2 separate regions of the Mus musculus genome follow, and region 2 is linked to region 1. The links are chromatin contacts, called in public ChIA-PET maps. All regions are on one chromosome and are shown on one strand. The core of a region is the stretch at or near the end of the contact, and the rest is flanking DNA. Distances in the headings are between cores, read along the strand shown.

Evidence for each region. ChIA-PET counts read pairs in DNA pulled down with a chosen protein or histone mark.
Region 2: an RNA polymerase II ChIA-PET map of effector CD8 T cells shows a contact between it and region 1, with 10 read pairs. The contact joins the promoter of Anapc2 here to the enhancer-like site in region 1. A contact is called at or near these places in 2 of 39 promoter capture datasets (the C10 cell line and liver), 1 of 484 Hi-C or Micro-C datasets (the C10 cell line), 6 of 115 datasets of contacts at active chromatin or transcription factors (the SCID.adh cell line, effector CD8 T cells, embryonic stem cells and 3 more) and 3 of 9 other capture datasets (adipose tissue, liver and pancreatic islet).

The regions. Positions count from the first base shown.
Region 1 is chr2:25,532,451-25,538,469 of GRCm38.p6, forward strand. Traf2 (TNF receptor-associated factor 2) reads right to left here. Exons shown (of 11, transcript NM_009422.3): 3 at 4,621-4,699; 4 at 4,226-4,324. Among named protein-coding and RNA genes, the nearest start is that of Traf2, 11 kb to the right of the region's middle. Within about 2 kb of position 1,956, at least 187 of the 459 cell types and tissues checked have an H3K27ac peak or open chromatin away from gene starts, as enhancers often do. A contact at or near this core is called in the SCID.adh cell line, adipose tissue, effector CD8 T cells and 2 more, where this site is marked.
Region 2 is chr2:25,268,892-25,274,763 of GRCm38.p6, forward strand. It overlaps Anapc2 (anaphase promoting complex subunit 2), which reads left to right and starts at 3,575. Exons shown (of 13, transcript NM_175300.4): 1 at 3,575-3,786; 2 at 4,024-4,646; 3 at 4,909-5,041; 4 at 5,775-5,872. The coding sequence starts at 3,625. Ssna1 (SS nuclear autoantigen 1) reads right to left here and starts at 3,527. Exons shown (of 3, transcript NM_023464.2): 1 at 3,407-3,527; 2 at 3,038-3,237; 3 at 2,148-2,690. The coding sequence starts at 3,458. The coding sequence ends at 2,583. It overlaps Tprn (taperin), which reads left to right. Exons shown (of 4, transcript NM_175286.4): 2 at 1-154; 3 at 242-348; 4 at 465-995. The coding sequence ends at 527.

The DNA of each region.
Region 1 (6,019 bases), core at 706-3,205:
ACCCTCAAACCTCCTATTTTAAAAAGTCACATATAGCAGTGTGCTCTTGTAATTCCAATGTTGGGTAAACAAAGGTAGGAGGACCCTCAGGTAAGATGGTCAGGAATCCTAGACTAAGTGCTGAGCTTAGGCCAATAGGAAACTATCTTAGTAAAGTGGATGGCTCCTGAGAAATGACACCCAATGTTAACCTCTGGTCTCCAAATGCACATGCACACATGCGCAGCCACATGGAGACACACACACACACACACACACACACATACACACACACACACACACACACACTATACAAAGCTGTTATACGGTAGAAGAAAGCCTAGAATGCACAAAACCCTGGAGTTAATCCTCTATACTAAAAAATAAACAAGAAAAATGACGAGGCATCTTACATTTGCTTTGAAGTAGTCCACAAAGGCCAACACGGGCTGAGAGACAGCTGACAGAAGTTCTGGAGGCACCAGGAGCCTAGCACTGACTTGGCTCTCAGTCCTCTGCTCAGAGTTTCTCTATATTTCTCATACTGGTTTTTTGAGACAGGACCTTATGCAATTCATTCTATGAAACCTGGATTCTGACAAATTTCAATAAACTGTTTCTCTCCTGGGACAGGTGAGGCTCAGTGGGTGAGTATGTGCTTTGTGTGTTCATGGCCCTGTGTTCCATGCCCTGCACTGGCTGCTTCAAATCCCAGCTAAACTCAGAACCTGAGAGTGACTTGAATATTCACTCAATACTCCAGGCTGGCAGGCCACCAAACCCCAGAGATGTTCCTGTCTCTGCTTCTCCAACTTTGAGATTACAGGCGTATGCTGCCGTACCTGACTTTTTTAGATGAGTCCTGGGGGAGACCAGGGAATGAATGCTTGTCCTCAGGTCCTGACCATAAAGGATTACAGAAGACACACTTGTAACAACACATTCAGGCAACAAAGACAAAGCTCAAACTCCCCTAGCAGACACAATCTAAATCTATCAGCATTTATTCAAGCAGAATTCAAATTTAACATTTTAAGAAAATATAGTTGTTAAAACTGAAATTTTGGGGGGTGGGGTGGATGGGTGTGGTTGAGAAAGGGTCTCACTATATAACTTTGCCTGGTCTGGAATTCACTATGTAGACTATAATGATGGGCTGGAGAGAGAGCTCAGTGGTTAGAAGCACTTGTTGCTCTTGCAGCAGACTCAGGTTCAACTCCCAGCTCCCACATGGTGGCTCACAGCCAACCTTAAGTCCAGTTCTAAGGGAGCCAGTGCCCTCTTCTAGTCCCTCTTTGGGCACCAGGTATGCAAGTGATGCACATATACATATACAGATAAAAGCCCATACACATAAAATAAATAAATGTGAAAAGCAAGTCCACGATGAGGCCATGCCGACTGGCACACCTGCCTTCCCAGTTTCAGCTGTTCCCTGGAATCTGTAGCCTGGCTGGCCTGGAACTCACTATGTGGGGACCAGGCTGGCCTGGAACTCACAGAGATCTGGCAGCCTTTGCTTTCCCTAGTGCAGTACCAGGCTTTGCCTTCAGGACAACAGACTTTAATACAGCTTTCAATTCATCTTCAGAATGAAAGACATTATCATAAAGGAAAACAGAGCCAAAGGCTAAGCAGGATTTTTTTCCCATCTTTCAAACATTTTAAATAATTCAAACCATAAAAAAAATGTTTTAGTTACAACCTTAGTTCCAGTGAAAGCTAAGAAATAAAGAGATTTGTGACAGGCAGAAGAGAGGATTATCTGTGGTGATGACTGCACAAAGAGGGTGTAATTTCTTCTCTGGCTTGTGACATTTGCCACCAGCGACAAGTTTTTATCAATAAAATCAGCTAAGGCTGAGCTGTGCCTGCCCTCCCATGTGACCAAACCCAACTCATCTCAGGGACTTTCCAGAGCTCTCAAAGGGTGCAGCCAGGGACTTTCCACTCTGCATGCCTACAAAGCCACATGGCACCAAGCCCATGGCCTGGCTGCAGTTCCTGGCCATCAGTCAGAGGCCCACACAGTCACTGACCTACAGTACCACAGGCCTGGAAGCAACAGAAATCTTGGGGGAATCTAAAGCCTACCACAGGCCTGGGAAGAATTATTCCACTTGCCCCAGGGGTCTCTCAAAACACCTTCAAGAGCAAACAGGTTCTATAGGCCACCATGCCCTACACCCACATTTTCCTGCATCCACCCAATACACCAAGCATGTCACTTCCCTAGGAGCCGTCTCTTTCACAGGCAGCACTAAGCATTTCATTTTAAGGATACAGTGTGGACTATGACTCTTGATCAGGTCCTGACACCATGCTTGAAAAAAATGAGTTTCTTGTTCACCCAAGTGAAGCCCAAACTGCTCAGCTAGAGACTGAAACCTAAAGTGTGACCAGTCAACAGGTCACGGGACATATAGCCAGACACAAGAGGCAGGCATAGGAAAGACAAGGCCTCACTAGCAGCCTGGGCCACCTCTGAACACATGGTCCTCCTGTCTCAGCCTTCTAAGAATAGGGATTATAGGTGTGCATCACCATGTCCAGCGGAATCAAAAACTTCTTTGAAGGTTGTTGACTAAAGCAACAAGAGGAATGAGAAACTTGGTAGACTGGAGGAGTGTCACTTAACCACGTGGCCTCTGTAATGCAGGTTTAACTCAAGATGCCTAAAGGTGACATACTAAAAAAAAAAAAAAAAAAAAAAAAAAAGCTCATGCTAATGTCCACACTACACTGGCCCCTTTCATAGACCACCTCTTCCTCTGGCCTTCTAGATGACTTTCTGTGACCAAAACAAATATACCCATTAGTTAAATAACTTCCAGAGTCAACACAATTCACAGCAAGAAAACTCTTGTGAGTGAGGCAGGGTAGTGCACATCTTTAATCCCAGAACTCAAGAGGCAGAGGCAAGTGGATCTCTGAATTCCAGGACAACAGGGCTATAGAAAGACTGACTCACACCGAGTGTGGTGATGCACGCCTTTAATCCCAGCACTCGGGAGGCAGAGGCAGGCGGATTTCTGAGTTCGAGGCCAGCCTGGTCTACAAAGTGAGCTCCAGGACAGCCAGAGCTATACAGAGAAACCCTGTCTCGAAAAACAAAACAAAAAACAAAAACAAAAAAAAAAAAGACTGACTCAAAAGAAATAGAAAACAAATAACAATAGAGAAATCCCTGGTGGGTATGATATACACCACAGACTCCCACTGAGCTTAAAAGCTGCAGCTTCCTGCAAACAATGAAAACTTTGCAGCCAAAGCAACACAAAGGTGTTACCAAGGCCAGCCTGGCGCTAGCTTCTTATGTAAGGCACTCCCGTCCTACTGTACCTCTGGGGAACTGGAGTAGGACGTGGAAAGAAGTGACAGGCTTATGGTACAGGCCTACCTGCACTATTTGGGTTTCAAAAAGGGTACTCTTTAAACAAAGAAAGAAACAAAATAAAACAAAAACAAAATTCGCTAGGTAGGCCCAGCTAGCCCTCAACTCAGCATTCTCTAGCCTCACCTTCCCAAGTGCTGGGGTCACAGGCATACTCAGAGAAAAAAAGGTCCTTCTTTTCCTTTCTTTTCTGTTTTTTTGAGACAGGGTTTCTCTATGAAGTGATGGCTGTCATGGAACGTTCTCTGTAGACCAGGCTAGCCTCAAATTCAGAGATCTACCTGCCTCTGCCTCCCGAGTACTGGCATTAAAGGAGTGTGCCACCATGGCCAGCTCTGAGGAGGAACTTTTTTCACATACATTAGCCAGGCCAGTTCTAGCAAAACTAGAACACGGCTTCTATGAGAAATGTTTTGTAGGGGTTGAAGAGATGACTCAAAAGCATGGGAGCTGGAGAGATGGCTCAGCGGTTAAGAGTACCATCTGCTCTTCCAGAGGGCCTGAGTTCAATTCCCAGCAACCACATGGTGGCTCACAACCATCTGTAATGGGACTGGATGCTCTCTTCTGGAGTGTCTGAAGACAGCGACAGTGTGCTTATATAAAATAAATAAATAAATCTTAAAAAAAAAAAAGAAAGAAAAAAAAGTTAGGAGCACTGACTGCTCTTCAGAGGACCCAGCTCAATTCTCGGTAGGCAGCTCACAGCTGTCCATTATTTCAGTTCCAAGGGTCCAATACACTTGCACAGACATACATGCAAGCAAACCACACATGCATAGAAATAAATTATTTTTTAAAGTCCACTGCTGGAGACTCAGCCACCGGGCCAGAACAGAAATGTCCATCTACCTCGTATTCTTTCAAGGTCCCCTTCCAAGTGCATCCATCATTGGGACAGACAGCTGGCAGGCTCTCCACCTCTCTGCGGGCAGCGTTATCTGGAAAGGCCTGGAACAGGAATGTCCTTGGGTTACACCCTCTCCCAGTACCCTACTGTCGATGAAGCAACGTCTAGATCAGAGACCCTACCCAAAACTAGCTGAGCCACCCTTTTCAGCAAGCACGTGGGGCAGAAGGTAACTAAGGACCAGCCGGCCCACACTTAGCCTTTCCAACCCTAAAGGTCATGAAGAGGCCACTCTCAACGCCCAAATCCTCATTCCGTTACCAGTGTTACAGAACAAAACCGCTTGCTAAACATTTCTGTTCATTTTGACATGTTTCTCTCAGCACTGAGTACTTACCGAACTACTCTCTAAAATAGAAATGCCTTCTTCATACAGGCCTTCATAGACACAGGCAGCACAGTTCTGGGGCCCAGAGCTGGTGGGAACACAGGAAACACAAAGTCCGCTCAAATGCCCGCTCTGGAGAATCTCTGAGCACTGCCTGCTCAGCCCACAACCCGGCTCCACACTGTTCATTCTTTGTTTTTCTCATCTTTGAACAAACTAGTATATCAACTGTACAATATCATGAAAACCCACAAATGAGAAGCTTCAATATAGAAAAGGGTATCGGGGCCTGAACTTGTAAGGCTAACCATCTCCTCCTTTTTCTTTTTGAATTTGTGATGTCAGGGATCTAGCTAAAGCTTCATGAATGCCAGGTAAGTGCTTTGTCACTGAGCCTTGACTGTAGGCCCTGGCCTCCAAACTACATGGTAGAAAAATGTGGGTGTGTTTATTTCTCCATGTGCACTGCTGCTGCCCTTTCAGACTATAGCAGTGACACATGTCAGCCACCCACTCGTGTGACATTCAATCTACCCACCCAGAGCAGCCTAAGGGAGCTATAATCCTCACACTAGCTTTCTAGTGCCTGTGAAACCAACATGCAATATTTAATCTACATGTCCAAAAATAGTGTTCCAATATATAGCCAATGTGTGTGTGGGGGGGGGGGGAGAAAATGAATATGGGTGCATATACATGTATCTGAGAAAGCTCAAGGTCACATATCAGGTACTGCTCCTTAGGTGCCATCTACCTTTTTCAGATAGAACTCTTACCGGGACCTACAACATGCAGATTAGGCTAAACAATGAGCCCCAAGACCCCTCCTGACTCTATGTCCAGGCATTTGATGTGATTTCAAGTGCATATTTCCATGCCAGGTTTTTACATGGGTGGAGAGGACCAAACTCAAGCCTTGATTTCATAGGAAGCACTTTATCTACCCTGCCTCTTTAATTTTTTAGTTACATTTTTAAAATTTACTGTGTGTGTATAAACATGTACCAAGGTGTGCTGATGGAGGTCAGAGGACAAGTCAGCTCTCTCCTTCATTAAGTGTGGATCACAGGGCTCACACTCAGCCTGTCAAACCTGCAGCAAGTGCTTTCATGCACTGAGCCAGTTCTCTGATGTCTTATTTTTTGAGACAGAGCTGAGGTTGGTTTTGAACTTTCTACATAGCCAAGGATGACCTGAACTTCTGATCTTCCAGTCTCTACCTCCCAAGAGTTGGGAACAAAAATTTAGAGAGAGACAGAGACAGAGACACCAGACACACACACGGGGGGGGGGGGGGGGGGGGAATATACTACCATACATTGCTATGATCAGTTCTCCATTCTTTCTTTTTTTAGGTAGCCCTAGAACTCAGTTGTAGGCCAGGATGACCTTGAACTCAGAGGTCTCC
Region 2 (5,872 bases), core at 2,325-4,824, 260 kb before region 1:
TCTCTGGCACAGGAAGAGGCGGAGGAGGAGGAGGAGGAGGAAGGAGAGGAAGATGGTGAAGAGGAGGAAGTGGGGCCTGACTCAGAGAAACCCTTCACAGTTTTCTTGCCCCGGGCCACATTTGTAAGCAGTGTGGGACCTGAGAGCAGCTCAGGTAATCGCAGCCGTTGGACTGGGCAGCCTGGGAGTGGGATGTGGACCACACTTGCAGGTATCCATGCCTGTTGTCTTCCGTTCACAGGTCTGTCCAGCTACACTCCAAAGCATTCCATGGCCTTCAGCAAGTGGCAGGAACAGACACTGGTGCAGACTCCAACTGATGTGGAGCTCCCACCGAAGGAGGTCATGGTAAGCCAGGTGGAGGGTGCTGGGTGAACACCCAGATCACCAAAGGAGGCTGACTGGCTTGGGGAATGGTTGAAGCCTGGATAAGCCTTAGTGGTATATTCTATTCTTTCTCTCAGCTCACACCTGCCAGTCAGAACGACCTCTCGGACTTCCGCAGCGAGCCAGCCCTCTATTTCTGACCCCTGCAACTGTCAGGATGGCCAAGACTTAGCCCCAGGTGTGGTGGTCCTGGAAGCCAGTCAATACCCAGGAGCCCTGACTGTATTCTGTGCCCCTCTACCTGGCTCTCCCTGCCTTCTCTCTCTGTTACCTCCTTTTGCCTTTAGGGCCAGATCTGAATCTCACACCAAGGATGAACAGGTGGGAACTGCCTGTGGGACAGGCTGACATCTGTCCATACTGTCTCATCTGTGATGAGGTGGAGGCCTGAGCAGATCTTGTCCCAGAGTGCTGTCGGAAATTTCAGCTCCTACCTTTTGAGGAGTGGCCACTGCGAGGAGTGAGAGGCTACCCTAGTTATTTGTTCTTTGCCGAAATCCAAGCTCCTGCCCTCAGCGAACTCAGCTACTTTTCATGAAAGATGGCAGGGTGTTTTTTCTTTTTTTTCTCCCCTGATATTGGATTCAATAAACAGCACTGTAACAAGGCTGCTTTTGCCTTCTTTACACAGCTCTCAGTCTGAGAACAAGGTCCTAACTTGGCACCTGTGTGCAAAAAAAGCAAAAGGGCCCCAGCCTGGTACTGTCACACTTTGAGCTTGCTGGTCTGGCTCTGGCTTTTGTTCTCTTCCCACTGCAAGTCTACTACTCTCTCTCCCAGAGCTAGTACTGTGGGAAGTGGACCTAACCTCTGGGCTCTGCAACTCCCATGACTCAGGGGTCTAGATGCCAGAAGGGAGGAAGGTTAGTGTTATAATTGACAGGATTCAGCACAGGGCTAGGAGCCTAGTAAAGTAGCTAGTCGTGTATCACACAGGAATGGGGCTAAATGGAACTTTGGAGATCTTTTCTCATGTTTGATTTGGATACCTCCCGATGTATAAGCCTGTAACAAGGCTATAGCAACAGAGATTCCCAAAAGGCTAGGGGAATGCAGAGCTGCCTGCTTGGAAACTGTTCGCAGAGGCCTTGGCAGCCAGTGTAGGCCATCTGCAGGCACCGAATGTGTCTTCTTTTCCTGTCACTGCTTGACTAGAGCTAAGGAGAATGTTGAAGTAGGTTTCTCTCAGAGAGTAAAAGCCCAGCTTTATAGGTACTTTTTTTGTTGTTTAAGAAAGGGTTTCATACTATGTCCCAGTCTGGTTTACAGTTTACTATGCAGACATGAATGGCCTTGATTTTAAGGCGATCCTTCTTCCTCAACGAAGGATGACAGGTGTAAACTACCACAGCTGTTTTCTGGATCTTTTTGGTCACCAAATACTTCCAAACTTTCCCCAGAAGCTGTGACAAAGGGCTGGGTCATAGGGCACATGGAAATAGTAAGTAAGCAACACATGTGGTTGGAAGATGGGTCCTAACAGCAGCAGCAGCAGATTGGACCAAACAGAACTTACTGTCCCTGTCTCTATCTCTGAGCCAGGTTCTGTATTGAGCACCATCGTAGAGCAAAGCCCCTCACAGAAAAGTGGTTTGTGTTCTGGACTTGGGGAAAACACCAGCACCTTTGCAAAGAGAGTTAAGGGCTAGGGCTGACCTGTGTGAGGTGAGTACTTTCAGCATTTTGTGTTTTGAAGATAAGAAAGGGAAAAACTGCAGGTCTTCTTACCAACAGGATATATGGTAGCTAGCAGACACAGATCTTGCAAAACAACCTTTATTGAAACACCAGAGGCCATGGGGATGGGCCCTAAGGTTTTGGTTCTGGAGTCAAGATTCTTTCTTCAACATGTCTGGCCTGGGGCCCTAGTGGCTGGGGAGACAAAGTGAGGGGCTCCCACAGTACTCAGACCAGGACCAGGACATTCCTGGTAGCCCAAAGGGATTCAGGAGCTTCAGAGAGAGGCCCCTCATGGAGCTGCTCAGGGTCCCCACAGCACATGTGAGTACGGAGCTGGGAACACCTCTTCCATTGGACTGTCCTAGGGCTTTTCTTGTCTAGGCAGGTGGAGGTCAGAAATTGCCCCTCTGGGCACCAGAGATAAAAGACATCTGAGGCCACGAAGAACAAAGATGCTTTAGGACAGACATGTTGAGGACTAAGCAGCCATAGGCCACGGCTGAAACAGGCACTCGTCAGCTGTCCTTGCCTCCACTACTCTTCTGGTCTGAAGCTGTGGCTTTAGTCAGGTTCCCAGCTTCTCTTTTGAGTACACTAAGCAGAGTCTGAGAGCTCTCCAGGATCTGGGGCCAGAGAAATAAAAGGATGTTATTTCTCTGGTAGGAAGGTCCCATTGCCTCAGGCTCTAATAATGGAGGATGGAAATCTCAATTTGGTCATCTGTGCTGTAGCCAACTGGTTATGGAGTAAAACCATCCTCCCTTCTGCACCTGTCCCAGAGCTCTTCCACCCTGCAAAGCCAGGCTGGGTTAATTCAGGCCCACACCGTGTACTCTGTCCAATACACCAATGCTCACTTTTGGAACCCACAGACAGCCCACTGTTCCACCTACAGCCTCTGAACCACAATGGGCCCTACCTAGCCTCAGATGGTAGTAAGGCACTCACAACAGACATCTGAGAGCCCCACCTTGAGGTAGGCGGCCTCGGTTTCTGCGATGGTCCGGTCAAACTCGTTGCGAGAGGCGATCTTGCGCGCCAGGTTCTCGTTGACGCGGGCCAACTTCTCCGTGAGCTGCCTCACCTCATTCTGTAGCCGCTGCTTTTCGTCCTCCTCTTGCTGGATCTGCCGGCACAGCTCCTCTCGCTTCTGACACAACTCCTCGATGCCTAGGGTGGGTGGGAAGACAGAGCTGTGGGTGGGGACTCGTGAGCTTCCGACCCCAACCAGCAATGACAGAGGGGCAGGCCGCAGAGCGGGGCTCGTGAGGCATGTCCACGCAGCCTCCCGAGTGGGTCGGCCGGCCCCGGCCCGCGGCCTTCAGTGCCCGACGCTCACACTTGACCAACTCGTTGTTGTAGTTCTGCAGCGCCGCGCCCTGTTGGGTCATGGTCTGCACCGCGTCCGGAAGCCTCAACCGCCGCCTGCACAGCTAAGTCCGCACCTGCGCACTGCCCACAAAGCGCGCGGGCTGGTGAACGTCACGGCTGCGCCACAGGTCCGCGCTTGCGTCATCACCGTGCGCTCTACTGGGCGGGTCTGTTTTGTGGACAGTGATGGAGGCCGAGGGTGTGGCGGTGGCGGCGGCGGCGGCGGCGGCGGCGGCGGCGGCGACAATTATTGCCTCCGATGACTGCGACTCTAGGCCTGGACAGGAGCTCTTGGTTGCCTGGAATACTGTGAGCACCGGTCTGGTGCCGCCGGCCGCGCTGGGGCTGGTGAGGCCGGGGAAAGGTTGTCGGGCCTGTGCAGATTTCCCGCGACTTTGCATACTTTAGGGGGTCCACCCTTGGGGCCTCACAGCTCCGTGGCCTGCCTGTAGTGGGCTTGCCTCCTTCCTCAGCTACCTGATTTGTTTGGTTCCCTGGCAGCTCTTCGGTTGCTGGGTTTTTCCATGCCCCTCCTCTCCCTTTACCCCTATTCCGCCCCTCTGCTCACGGTTTTCCGTGCTCCAGGCGTCTTCCCGGACCAGCGGTGCAGTCCCACCAAAGGAGGAAGAGCTTCGTGCAGCGGTGGAGGTTCTGAGGGGACACGGTCTGCACTCTGTCCTGGAGGAGTGGTTCGTGGAAGTGCTGCAGAACGACCTTCAAGGCAATATTGCCACGGAGTTCTGGAATGCCATCGCTCTGCGAGAAAACTCTGTCGATGAGCCCCAGTGCCTTGGGCTGCTCCTGGATGCGTTCGGTCTGCTGGAAAGCCGCTTGGATCCCTATCTGCATAGCCTAGAACTCCTAGAGAAATGGACTCGTCTGGGCTTGCTGATGGGCGCTGGAGCTCAGGGGCTTCGGGAGAAAGTTCACACTATGTTGCGGGGAGTCCTGTTTTTTTCCACCCCTAGGACATTCCAGGAGATGGTCCAGCGCCTCTATGGTCGTTTCTTGAGAGTCTATATGCAGAGCAAGAGAAAAGGAGAAGGGGGCACAGACCCGGAACTAGAGGGTGAGCTAGATAGCCGGTATGCCCGCCGCAGGTACTACCGACTTTTGCAGAGTCCTCTGTGCGCAGGATGTGGCAGTGACAAGCAGCAGTGCTGGTGCCGGCAGGCACTGGAGCAGTTCAACCAGCTGAGCCAGGTCCTGTGAGTACTGCTTCCTAACCATGCTGCGGTTTCTCTGCAAGCTTCATTAGTCCTGAATTCAAAAGACCTCTCAATAGAGCTTATAGACTAACTGGCGATGTCTTTTTTGCCCATACTTGTAACCAGGGATTATTGTTCATCACGTTTATACTGTCCTGGACATAGGCATAGGGTGTGTGTGCAGTATCTTTATGGGGAGAGCCCTCCTAGGTAAGGGACAGATGTGTGTTGTGGGTTCTCCATGAGCGGGGATCTTTTCTAGGCATAGGCTCAGTCTGCTGGAGCGGGTTTGTGCTGAGGCCGTGACAACCACCCTGCATCAGGTGACCCGGGAAAGGATGGAAGACCGCTGCCGAGGAGAGTATGAGCGCTCTTTTTTGCGTGAGTTTCACAAGGTGAGAATCACCTCTCTGGTCTGTTTCTTGTTAAAGGCAAAAGTGGAGTTGTGGTAGACCTGATACCAAACAGTAGGCAAGTTGACCAGGAGTGGTGATGGTTGAGGTTATCCTGGTGCTGTCTATAGAAGCCAGTCCTGGATCCTGATGACAAGAACAAATCTCGTATGTACTAAATAGGTCGTGCATTTAAAATAAAAATTTTAAATCCTGGACCAGAGGTAGCTACAACGAGTTTCCTCAGGTAGGTGTGGCAAGACAGGCCTACGAGACCCTTTTCTTTCCACTGCCTACAAGTTTCCATTGCCTACAGTTCCCTTCAGGATTAACCTGTAACCAGTGTACACTCTAGCATGGAGCTAGGGTGTCCCAGTGAATGCTTCTGGTTGCCCATACTGTTGAGGTATGGTTTGTATTGTGAAGAAGCTAGGTTCAGCCCCATGAAGCCATAGACCTTGTTTCTGCTTCACTCCGTACTTCCCATTCTTCAAGAGTCTATCTGCTGTGGATGCATATTAGCCATGATGGGGAGTGATTAAAGTGGGTGTCCCAGCAGTCTTGGCCTAGAGTCGTAAACTTGGAAACTCCTGGGCAGTAGAGTGTAGACTTGATACTTCTGGCCTCTACACACAGGTTGGGGCACCTCTAGGGTCCTGCCAAAGGTGTGTGGTTACTGAGTCAGAAGGGAGCTTTTAAATGTTATTACACCTCACACACTAATGATCTTTCACAGTGGATAGAGAGAGTGGTTGGTTGGCTTGGCAAAGTGTTCCTTCAGGACAACCCCACCAGACCAACTTCTCCAGAAGCTGGGAACACACTGCGTCGTTG